Regions from separate parts of the Athene noctua genome. Here regions 1 and 3 are each linked to region 2. The links are chromatin contacts, called in public Hi-C maps. All regions are on one chromosome and are shown on one strand. Each heading gives the region's core, a stretch centred on a gene start, on an enhancer-like site or on the middle of the called end of the contact. The rest is flanking DNA. Distances are from core to core; before and after follow the strand shown.

Region 1 (3,774 bases), core at 1,260-3,759, 170 kb before region 2:
TATGCAAGTGCTCAGAGCCTAAAGCAGAGGTGGATTTCTTGGATTATGTGCAGGGGAGAGGTCAGGGAACCAATACTGGTGTGCAAAGCAGTTCTTCAGAAAATCTGTGCTGAGAGTTGGGAGCAAACATGAACAGCAGCTCCATACATAAGATTAAATATTTGCCTACAGTGCAAAAAGAATGCAAGCACAAAGATAAGTTTTCCCAAAATGAACACTGCTTGGGTTTTACCAGAACCAAAAAAGCAGAGCTGAGGCAATTATTATTAATATAGTAGATGTAAAGACCATCAGCAGAGATGCTTAAGGAAGGCTGAAGACCTAATAGAACCTAAACCAGAGAAGAATCAGTATAAAGGGTCTACACCATAGAGTTCTGGGATATTAGATATACCTTATAACTATTTCACAGAAAACAAGTAATCCCCCTCTCTACCACAACCCATACTACACCAGCAGTACTGACATCTGCTCTCTCGAGGCCACAGTTATTGCCAGAAAGTCATCTTGCCACAACCTGTCTTCCCTGGATCATGGACTAAAGAGGTTTATGAGCAACTTTTCAAGCCAGTTGAGGCCTGTGATGTCCGGAGCATGAACATGCCCACTTGCCTCACCTTGACACTGCTGCCCTCTGCCCTCCAAGTGTCTGCTAGAGAGTGTCTTAGATCTTGGCAAGACTAACTCAGCACCTCTCATGTTACGCCCACCAGGACAGAAGCAGCACAGACCCCTCTAGGCAGCTCACCCTTAGAGCCCATCCAACAGGCAGGCTCTGCCCTAGGCACACACTACCTGCAAAGGACAACAGGCAGAGCAGATGGCAGGCACAAAAATAAAAAAGGCAAGAGTCAAAGAGAAGACTCATATGAGAGAAACACTAGCAGAAAGTTAGTGTTTTGTTAAGTCAGTATTTTGTTAATGAATAAACAGAAATGCATGCCTGAATTAGTATTAAATGGAAAAAAAAAAAAAAAAGTCTAGATTCAAGGCAGGAAGAGATCAGACACAGAAAAAACAGGAACGTGTCATCCTCTCCCAGGCCATTCAGACACAGTGCTACTGACTAGAAGAGAATCACAGCTCTCCTTGCTCAGGGAAGATGAACTAGTCTGATTTTATCAGCTAACTATAGCAGATGTTAATATGTGAATCTGACACAGGGAACTCTCAAACGTAAGGTGCCATTTAAGCCCAGGGCTTGAGTCTCCCTCTCCCCAGCACTCCTGCTCACTAACTGCAGACCCCATCACCACTCTGGTTCCTGAGATCACCACTGGACACCAACCTTCCCAAAGTAGGAAACAGGATCCTGCCACAAAGGCAGCTGCCTAAAAACTGCATTCTGTAATATCTGAAGATTAATAGAGACATAAAAAGCAAAAATATCAGTCAATTTTTCATGTTTGGGCTATTACTCTGCTTTCAAGCTTCATTACTCAGACACCAGCACTTCTTATCATTAAAAGCAAGACTGAGAAAGTTATCTTCCAGGCAGATCATCTGAGAATTTAAGGAGTTTTCACACCCTTTACTTATGCCACAAACCACATAATGAGCTCCACCACAAAACAGTGCATTTCCCTCACCCAGACTGAGGATAATTTTTACTCAACAGTTTATTTTACATTTGCACTTCTTCCTCAGTCCAGTTTCTTGTGCAACTCTACAAACTGCTGAACCAGGAAGGGATTTCCTGAAACCAATTGTCCCTTAACCCAGGCAACAAGCCTTGCTGGGGTTTTGCTGCTGTTCACTGCTTTCCAAAAAAAATCAGATCTACTGTCCGCAGGCCCTGAAGATCAGATGAGACAAAAAATAAGCAAAAGAAAGCAGCATCACGGCGAAGTCCGGGAAGCCTGCACCCAGGGACAGAAGGCACCATCATATTATTTGTAAGTAGGTCTGCATGGAAACGGCGACGAAAACTTTTCTCATGACCGTGCTCCTGCCTGTGGGGGCCGGCACACGGCGGGAAGGAAGCTCACCACGCATGGGTGACACCCCACGCCTCGATTCGGGAACACGAAACGCGGCTCAAAACCGGCCCCCGGAGCTGGGGGGAGAGCACAAGCCGGGAGTGACCTCGGGGCCGCGGGCTAGTGCAAAGGGGTCGCCGGAGGCCCGCTCCCGCCCACCCTGCGGCGGCTCCACGACACCGGCCCCAGGCGACCACCGAGACACCCAGGGGCAAGCGGCGCCCCCCGCCCGCTCCGGCCCGGCCCCACCGTGCCCGCAGGCCAGGCCCCGTGGCGGGCAGCGCAGAGGTCAGCGCGGCAGAGGTTCCCAGGCGGCGCCCCGCCGCCACAGGCCCCGCCAGCGGCAGGAGCGGGCCGGGGCGCGGGCAGCACCGCCGCGGGAGGGCCCGGACCGCCCTACCTGCGCCGAAGAGCCCGGCGGGCATGTCGGGGCAGGGCCGGCCGCTCCGCCCTCAGGCCGCCGGCTCCATGGTGCCCGCGGCAGCCGAGGCGACACAGCGGAGACGCCACTCCGCGCTGCCCTGCTCCGCTCGGCCCCGCGCCCGCCGCCGCTTCCGGCAGCGCCACAAAACGCGCGGCGAGTGGCCGGGCCCCGCGGCGCTCTGCGCATGCGCACGGGCACCCGCAGCAGGTCCCCAGCGCGGCCACGCGCCCCCTTCCGCCGGCGGCGCCGAATAAGTCGCGGGGAGGCAACGTGCGCATGCGCAGACCCGCCCCCACGCGCACTTCCTGTTAAAGGAGCCGCGCGCACCTCACCCGCCCCGCGGCCCTGCCGGGGTTTTGCCGGCCCCCGCGCGGGCCCGGGGAGCGGCTGTCGTCCCGCGGGACGGGGCCGGGGCCGGGCCTCAGCCAGGCTGAGCGCTCCGGGGCGGCCGGGGGAGCTTCTGTGGGGCGGTGGTGTCCGCCCTGGCCCTAGCCCTAGCCCTCGCCCTGCCCGCGGGCACCGCTGCCGGCCGAGTCCACCTGCGGCGGAGCCGTGGCTGGGGAGGTGGCAACGAGCGGCGCCAGCTCGCTCTCCCCCTGCTGCGGGCCGTGCCTCTCTTTCCGAGCCTGCTTTATTCCCGGCCCGCTCTCTTCTGCTGCCCTTCCCCGCCCTCGGTATTGGTAAAAGTTCTCTGCAGGCTCTGAAAGTCCCGGGTCTCCTGTCCCGGGTTACCCGTATGGGAACACAAAAGGCAGCGCGGGGCGCTGCGGAAGCGGCCCCACGGCCCGGCACCGCTTCGCGGGAGGTGGCGGTAGAGACCGCGAGGGACGAGGCCCTGGCGATGGGCCGCAGGGCAGCAGCATGATGGGGAGCGGCTGCCTGTCCCCCGCGGGGCCACCTCGTGTTCGCCTCGGCGGCAATATTCCCTGGTCGCTGGGGAGGTCAGCCCCGGCTTACAGATCGCTCACCGGCTGCTTCGCAGGGGCCGCGTCTCCAGGCCCCTTCTGCAGCGTTTACCTGCCCTGCTCCTTGTGCAGTGCAGCAGGAAAATGTCAGCCCAAACAAACAGCAGACTGCGAAGATACTTTTGACCCATTCTCTTGCCACCCACTGAAGGAACACCATGTATCACAGCACAGACTGTACCCCTGTCCTACACACCCTGTGCATGGGAGGCTGCTGACAGCAAGGGGTGAGAGTTTTACACTAAAGATTTACTCAGTGCTTTTAGTTTAAATATGTTCCACCTGTTTGTTCTGCCCCTGAGCAGGGTGAGGGACCCTTACAGGACACAACCCCTCATAGTACCATGAATCTCTGGTGCGTAATAAAAATAAGTCCTCTGGAGAGGTGTTAGTGAGGCTGCTGGGG
Region 2 (3,730 bases), core at 575-3,074:
TAATTAAAGGTAAGAATTAATTACATGCTTCCTGCATTTCAGTCAAGGCAGCACTGTTATAAACAATTACTATTCCAGCTTCATTCCCAACGTGACCTTAATTAATTACTCTGGATTACAGGCAAGCAGACTTTACTCTCAGACTGCTCAAGTAAAATTTTATTTCCATTCAGGAGACAACAACGAACTTGTCAGTAAGAATGCAAACTGAACTCTTCCACGAACTGACTTTGGTCAGTTGAGTATTCATCTAAGCCACCTTCAATTCCAGAACTACTAAACAAGTCACACAAAAATTAAATGGAGAATTATACTATGAGTGATCTTCCCTGCTGGCCTTCTGACTTGGCTTTTTTTGGAAACTGGTCATGTGAAATCACAGAAAACTACATGAACTCAGGTCAAAAGCATCTGCTATAGAGATGCTCAGTTACAAGCTTCTATACAAATACCTACAAAAGGTTACTTGAAACCATTAGTATCATTTTTAACATTCGGTTTTATTCTCCTACTGCAAACAACACCAAATTCTGCACACAGAAAGAAGATAGTTATTTTATCCAGCTTGGACGCAACATTCAAATATCCCTCCTGATCTATTTTCAAGCATTTAAGCTAGAAACAATAGCCTGAGATCACAGAAACACCTCTGGTACCACAAAGATTTTCACTGTTTCTCAAAATTGTACAGACAACCTGCTCCAACTACCCAAGCCCTGCTATGGCTAGTTTGACATCCATGCCAAGCCAACCAGCACAGTAATCCATCTTGGTGGCAATAAGTCATATTCTAAACTAGGTCTGTCAGGAAAAAGAATATGGTGCAATTCTGTGCGTTAAACAGGTGTGACACAAAGAAGCTTTCAGGTTACTGTAAGGCTCCACAGTTATTTCTGTTCCATAAAGACACCCCAAAGGGACAAAATGCAGCAAGATGAACATGGGGTCAAGACCGCACGGGACACAAAAAGGCCAGAAGGTTCCAGCTGAAGCCGAACCGCCTACGGGAATCAACCCCGGCAACGAGGCACACCGTGCGGGGCAGGTACCTGCCCCACGCGAGGTTCCTCCCCGCTTCGTCCCCCGGCGGCCGGGCGAGGCGCAGCCGCCGGGCCCCGATGAGCCTCCCCGGGACGAGCCCCACCGGCACCGGCCCCGAGCCGCCTCCTCCCGCGCCGGGAGGGCGAGGCGCCGACAGCGGGACCGCGCCCGCGCCTCCCGCCAGGACCCGCTCCCGGCCGCACGACCCCCACACCGCCGCGGCACCGCCCGCGCCCGCCCAGCCCCGGCCGCCGCCGGCAGAGCCCCCGCGCTCCGGCTCCGGCCACGGCCCCGCCACGGGCTCGGGCTCCGGCCCCGGCGCCGCCGCAAGGTCACTCGGCCGCCCCCGCCGGCCGGGCCCTCGGCGCCTGCGCTCGGCCCGCACATACTCACCGGGCCGCCGGGCGCGGGAGAAAAGGAGGGAGGGAGCGGGCGGGCGAGCGCCAGCCCGCGGCCCCCGGCCTCACGCACCAGCCCGCGGCGAGGCGGAAGCGGCCCCCGCTCGGCGCCCCGGGCCCGCAGCGCAGGAGGCGCCGCCCGGCCCGGCCCTTTGTGCGCGGGGACGCGTGCCAGCCGCGCCGCGCCCGGCCTCCCTCCCCGCGCCTCGCCGCGGGCCCGCAGCGCGGGGCAGGGCAGGCGGCCCGGCACCCCCCGGGCGCCGCCGCGCTCTTACCGAGGGATCTGCACGGGAGAAAGAGTTAGAACGGAGCCGAACCGCCGCGGGCCCCGCTCCGCGCCGAGCCCAGCGCCACCGACCGCGCAGCGACACAAAATGGCCGCCTGGATGCGGCGCCGCCGGCGAGGGGGCGGGGCCTAGTAGCCCCACCCCCCGGCGGCCGGGCGCGAGCTCTCCTCGCGTGGTGGCGGCGGCGGCGCGCGCAGGGGGCGGGATTCGCCATGGCGGGCCGGGGCGCTCCCGGCACCCCCGGCACGGCCCCGCCCGCACCCCGCGGAGAACGAACAGCCCCGCGGAGAATAGCCCCGCGGAGAACGAACAGCCCCGCGGAGAACAGAACAGCCCCGCGGAGAACAGCCCCGCGGAGAACAGCACAGCCCCGCGGAGAACAGAACAGCCCCGCGGAGAACAGCCCCGCGGAGAACAGCACAGCCCCGCGGAGAACAGAACAGCCCCGCGGAGAACAGCACAGCCCCGCGGAGAACAGAACAGCCCCGCGGAGAACAGCCCCGCGGAGAACAGCACAGCCCCGCGGAGAACAGAACAGCCCCGCGGAGAACAGCACAGCCCCGCGGAGAACAGAACAGCCCCGCGGAGAACGAACAGCCCCGCGGAGAACAGCCCCGCGGCCGGGCCGGGCCGGGCCGCGCTTCGCGCAGATCCCGCCGCGGAGCGCTCTGCGTGCGGCAGCGTGAGGCGTTTCGGGGCCGAAACCACGCAGGGTGACACTGTCACCGAAACCCGGAACAAAGAACTTGCCGACACCAGCGTGATGCAGATAAGCAGACATTCCTTTATTGACGGCCGGTGCGCGAGTGAGAGCTCTCGCTAACAGCACACACCAAGCACCAAAACCATACATCTGATACAGGATTCAGCCATGCATATTCATACATAAACACTAAACCAATATATTCTCTTCCCATTTCTGATTCTGAGCAGTAGAACCCAGAAATAGCCAGAAATGGCTCTGGGGTGTAATGTGGGCCGGGGGTCCATGAGTCGGTGGTCACGATCTCCCCCGGCCGGAATTACCTTTTCCCTAATTTCACTGTTTCTTGGCAAGTACTTACAAGTTGCTACAGTTGACTTTCCCCAATTCCCATTAATTCTGGATTCTGACATCTCTATGCATTCTTCTAGGTCATAAAATACTCCTATAAGTAAACACTGTATCTGCTGCAACCAAATTATCTTAAACCTTAAGCCTGTTATCTTGGGTTCTAAACGTTCCTACCAGGTGATTTTGACCAATTCTTTCAGCCTTGGTACAGAGCTGTACAGAGGATTTAGTAGTAGCATTTGGTTGCTGGTTAAATGTGCAAAATACAATAAATGTAAACATACCATTTCTACTAAAATATTTCTCATAATTCTATAATCATATTAGAATCAAACACAATTTGTTCTAATTAATGGCAAATCAGTCACATTTCCCCCCTTTGAAAGTGTTGAAAATTTCAATACTTTCACATTATTCTACACAGCATTTATTTATTGCTGTCTTAGAATCTATTATTTGCTTCAGCATATTTTGGTGGCAGACTGTATTCTGGTGGAATAATAGGAACCTCTCTCGATCATTTGATTGACTGCAATTTTACTGGTCAATTGTTTCTTTAAACAGGCATATAGCAGCATGATCATCAAAAAGACAATTAGTAACAGAAACAGAGTTTTAATTATAGACTGTAACCACAAGCTCAAATTCCATCCTAATCCATTAAAAATTTTACCCAGCCAATCTTCAGACATACCCTTTTGAAACATCTCAGTATCTTTCTCAAGTCTGCTTAACAAATTCAGGTCCTGTTCTACATCCTGGGTGACGTTTGAAATACGAATACAGCAATGATCTAACCTGTCTTTGAAGTACCCACACACTCCATGCTCCTTTAGCAGAAGCATATCTAGTGCCATTCTGTTCTGAAGTGTCATTAGAGAAGTTGCTTGTAAGTGAATGTTTAGTTCTTTAAATCCTTTTGTGGTGACGTTCGCTAATTTTTCTACTTG
Region 3 (3,667 bases), core at 153-2,652, 150 kb before region 2:
CGTTCGCTCCAGCACCAGGAGCCTGAGAGACAACCAATGTACTCCACCTTGCTACCAACACCTGGGAAGCATCATGTGGCTAACAAGGCCAAAGAGCTGGGCTTGTCCGCCAGCTTACAGGGGTGTTATTCACCTGAAGTGCCTCCATCTGTGTTTCCTATATTGCCCTCCCCAGGTCTCAGTGGTGGGAGGTCAGACTGCAGCTACTTGTGGCCGCAGGAGTGGAGGTTTCCCTAGTAGAGCAGCTTCTCCCAATGTCCCCTTAAAGTGGGAAACCACTGGCAAATGTGAGGGCCCTGGCCTGATGTTAAGGTAGCTGGATGGGGTGGGAGAATCTACCCGTGAATTGCTAGACACAAAAGGGAAATGGGGAAAGGTGATAAATAGCGGCTGGTGCTGAGGGAGGTGGCAGGATTTCACAGGCAGTTCAGGGGGTGACGTGAGGAAGGGCTGAGGGGTAAGGAGGGGAGCACTGGGCACTCAGCGATGCTCTATAAGGCTGGGATGACCCCAGTGGCAGTGCGGTCCAGTGCTCTTCCTTTTCTACTAGGAGCACACTTGGGAATGGTTTACCTGCCTGTGTCTCGACTCTGCGTCTTCTCCTCCGTTACCAGCAGTACGTAGGACCACTGGGTGGCACCAGAAACCAGAATACGGGTTAAGTTTGGGTAATACCTTGTTTTTCAATGATTGGGGCAGGGCCATACCAAGGGTAAGGTGGGAGGCGGTAGGGATGCCACGCTGTCCTGAGAACCAAGTATTCCCACCTGGAGACGCTCCTAAAGAGGGGGGAAAAAAGGGGCGCAGGAGGTCGAGGGTAGCACAGGGGGCTGGAGATGGTGGGTGTCGCACAGAGCCTGCTGCCCGTTTGGGACGGCCACCCTCAGGGAAGGAGCATGGCCTGGGGTCAGGCAGGGCACAGGAACTGAGGGATAACCCGGGCCTCGGCGAGGGCTCCCCCAACACTCACGCGTTGCCAGAACCTCCAGTGGGGAAAGGAACAAGCAAATTTATTTGCCCTACCAAGAATTTAGTCTTACTTCTGGAGGAAACAAACCAAACCAAAAGCCAAGAGGTGATTCAGGCTTTGGAGCAGCTCCAAGGCCTGCAGCAGACTCACTCCCTTCGCTTGCAATTCGCCCGTCTCCGGCCTCGGTAATCCCCGAGTCCCCGCGCCCGGGGTGAGCTGCTGCTCAGGGCTGTCCGCGGCCTAGCAGCGCCGAGAAGCCGCCTCCTCTCTGCGAGGCGGCGGGGTGGAACCGGGCCCGGCCGGGCCGCGCACCTGTGGGGAGGCCGGCGGCGCCATCTCCCGCCGGGCCGCGGTGGGGCGGCCGGGGCCCACCCCCCCGGGCGGGAGGCTGCGGGCGAGGCCCAGCCCCAAGATGGCGGCGCTCCCGCCGCTCCGTTTGTAGTCCCGACCCCCGCGGGCCCCCGCGCATGTGCGGGCCGGCGGCGCAGGCGCAGAGCGCCCCGTGCCGCGGCGGCCGGAGCTGCGGAGGTACCTGCCGCCCAGGTGAGCCCCGCCGCCGCCCGCGGGCCCGCCCGCCGCCCGGGACGCCCCGGGACGGCCCCGCGGCCGGCCTCGCGCGTCCCCCGCGGCTCACGGGCGCCGCCGCAGCGGCACCGAGGCGCTTGGCTGCGGCGCGGCAGTAGGTGCCGTACGGCGGCTCCGCGGGAGCCGGTGCGGCGGGCGAGGAGCCGGGGTCAGCGGCTTGCGGCGGCCGCGCCCGGGAGCACCCTCTGTCGCGCCGAGCCCCGCTCCCGGGCGCGGCCGCCGCTCTCCCCGGACCCAGGGCTCTGCCGGCGCATGGCTCCGCCGGGAGGGTCACCGGAGCGGGCCGGGGCTGCTCCCCGGGCGGGTCTCGCTGAGGCGGCCGCAGCCCGCAGGGGCCTGGGCGGTCTCTGCTGAGGCGGCCCCCGCCGAGAGGCCGCCGCTGAGGGAAGGCTCCGCTCCTCTGCTGTTATGAGACGCCGGAGGAAAGTACCGCTCCCTCCCGAAGCTGGGTTTAGGAAATAATCTCTCGTCATACCGGGCTTCGTTGGGGAAAAGGAGAAGCGCTTCGAAACTGCCCCAGGTTTTATTGTGGAGATGATTTTTTCATGTAAATAACGGCCTAGCGTGCTCTTTGCTTGCTCTTATCTGTAGCTTTTCTTTCTGGTATGCAGATCTCAAAATTCTCAGTTGCGTTATTTACTTTGGACGGCGAAAACAGGGTGTTTTTCTTTAATTTGGTACATTCTTGTCAGTGTGTGAATGGGAAGGGAATAGCCTGTAAAAATTTTTTTGTTGACTTGCGTCATCACTTTAGGTCAATGTCCGTTTCTTTTTTTATATTTAATGTAAGCCACAGGGAGTAATTCAAAACATTGTAGCAAAGTCAGATGCTTTTACTGGCTTAAAAATCTTCGTTATAATGTCTGGTGCAGAAAATGCGGCGTTACAAAACAGACGATGCAGCGCAGCGCTGTCCCCGGCTCCCCGGGAGGTGCTGGGGGTGCCCGTCAGCTGGCTCGGGGGCACTTGCCTTGGGGTGTCGCGTTGCCGATTGAGAGCCTGGGCTCTGATCTGGTTTTTGGTTCCTCTCGAGTCCAAGGAGTTGAACTGGTGCGTGATCAAGCTGCGATACTCTGCGGTCACAGCACGTAAATCACAGTCAAAGTTTGTAGGAGAACTGGAACAACTCGGTCACGCGCGGGTTTGCTCTGGAGAAGAGGAAGGGTCTGGTAGAGTGTCAGGGGGTTGCATCTGGGAAGCCCAGAAGAGTTTTTTTGCTTGAATACTGAGTTGATGAGAAGATGGGGGCAGAGAAGAACCTGCTTCTGCTTCCTTTGTCAGGCACAGTCCCGGGTCTCCTGTGTTCAGATAGGTGGGCTTGAGGGCTCATTACTTCAGCATCTGCCTTTCCTTTTCTCTAGAAGCAAGAGGACAACAGTCCTTCCAATTCTGAAGCCTGTCAGACTGTTTAGCACCAGTGTATCAATTTATGGTGAAAAGTAAAAATATAAAGTCTTAAGAGCTGAGTTTAGTATCAGCGTGGAGCTTTTCTAGCACAATAATTTACTTGGACAAGGGGAGCAGAGCTTATCAGATGTGTCTCGCTGAGTTGGGGGCAGACTCCTGAAGAAGCAAGGCAATCACTGGGATTCATTTGGGTTATTGGCCATTAGACTGGGATTGTGGAGAGGGCTCAGGACTGGCAGTGACTGTTCCAATTTCATTTGTTTGTTTTGGGATTTTGAAGCTTGGCTTGGCGTGGCACACCGAGGCACTGAAATGTGTCTTAAGGGCAGAAACTTAGTGTGGGTTATACTTGGTTTGGATTGAGACGTGTGCAAACCTAGGAGCTGGAAATGTTATAAAATGAAAATTAATTGCTGGAAGCAACATTGTTGGAGTCTGTAATTATATTCGTAGCTACTCATTTTGTATCTAAGGTTAAAAACTAATTGAAATTAACAAACCTATTTAGTTTGCGTCTTTCCAATCTAGATCACCTTCAGAAATCCTCCAGTACTTCTGTTTGCAGCTCATATTTCACATTGGTTATATGTGACGGGATGTTTAGTGTTTTTCATTGGAAAGAGTAAGTGTAGTGGTACATTTAGATTTCGGAGGCTTTATTTTGTATAACATATATTTTGGTTCCTTAAAGATATACTAGGAAAT

The links. Hi-C and Micro-C count contacts between places; a contact is called where the count stands out from the background.
Region 1: a contact with region 2 is called in a Hi-C map of heart, with 3 times the contacts expected there. The contact joins the promoter of RALGAPB here to the promoter of PHF20 in region 2. A contact is called at or near these places in 2 of 2 Hi-C or Micro-C datasets (heart and liver).
Region 3: a contact with region 2 is called in a Hi-C map of heart, with 2.9 times the contacts expected there. The contact joins the promoter of NDRG3 here to the promoter of PHF20 in region 2. A contact is called at or near these places in 2 of 2 Hi-C or Micro-C datasets (heart and liver).

What each region holds. Positions count from the first base shown.
Region 1 is chr16:497,280-501,053 of bAthNoc1.hap1.1, reverse strand. It overlaps RALGAPB (Ral GTPase activating protein non-catalytic subunit beta), which reads right to left and starts at 2,509. Exons shown (of 30, transcript XM_074920089.1): 1 at 2,380-2,509.
Region 2 is chr16:329,168-332,897 of bAthNoc1.hap1.1, reverse strand. It overlaps PHF20 (PHD finger protein 20), which reads right to left and starts at 1,824. Exons shown (of 23, transcript XM_074919861.1): 1 at 1,715-1,824.
Region 3 is chr16:477,582-481,248 of bAthNoc1.hap1.1, reverse strand. NDRG3 (NDRG family member 3) reads left to right here and starts at 1,402. Exons shown (of 16, transcript XM_074920496.1): 1 at 1,402-1,513.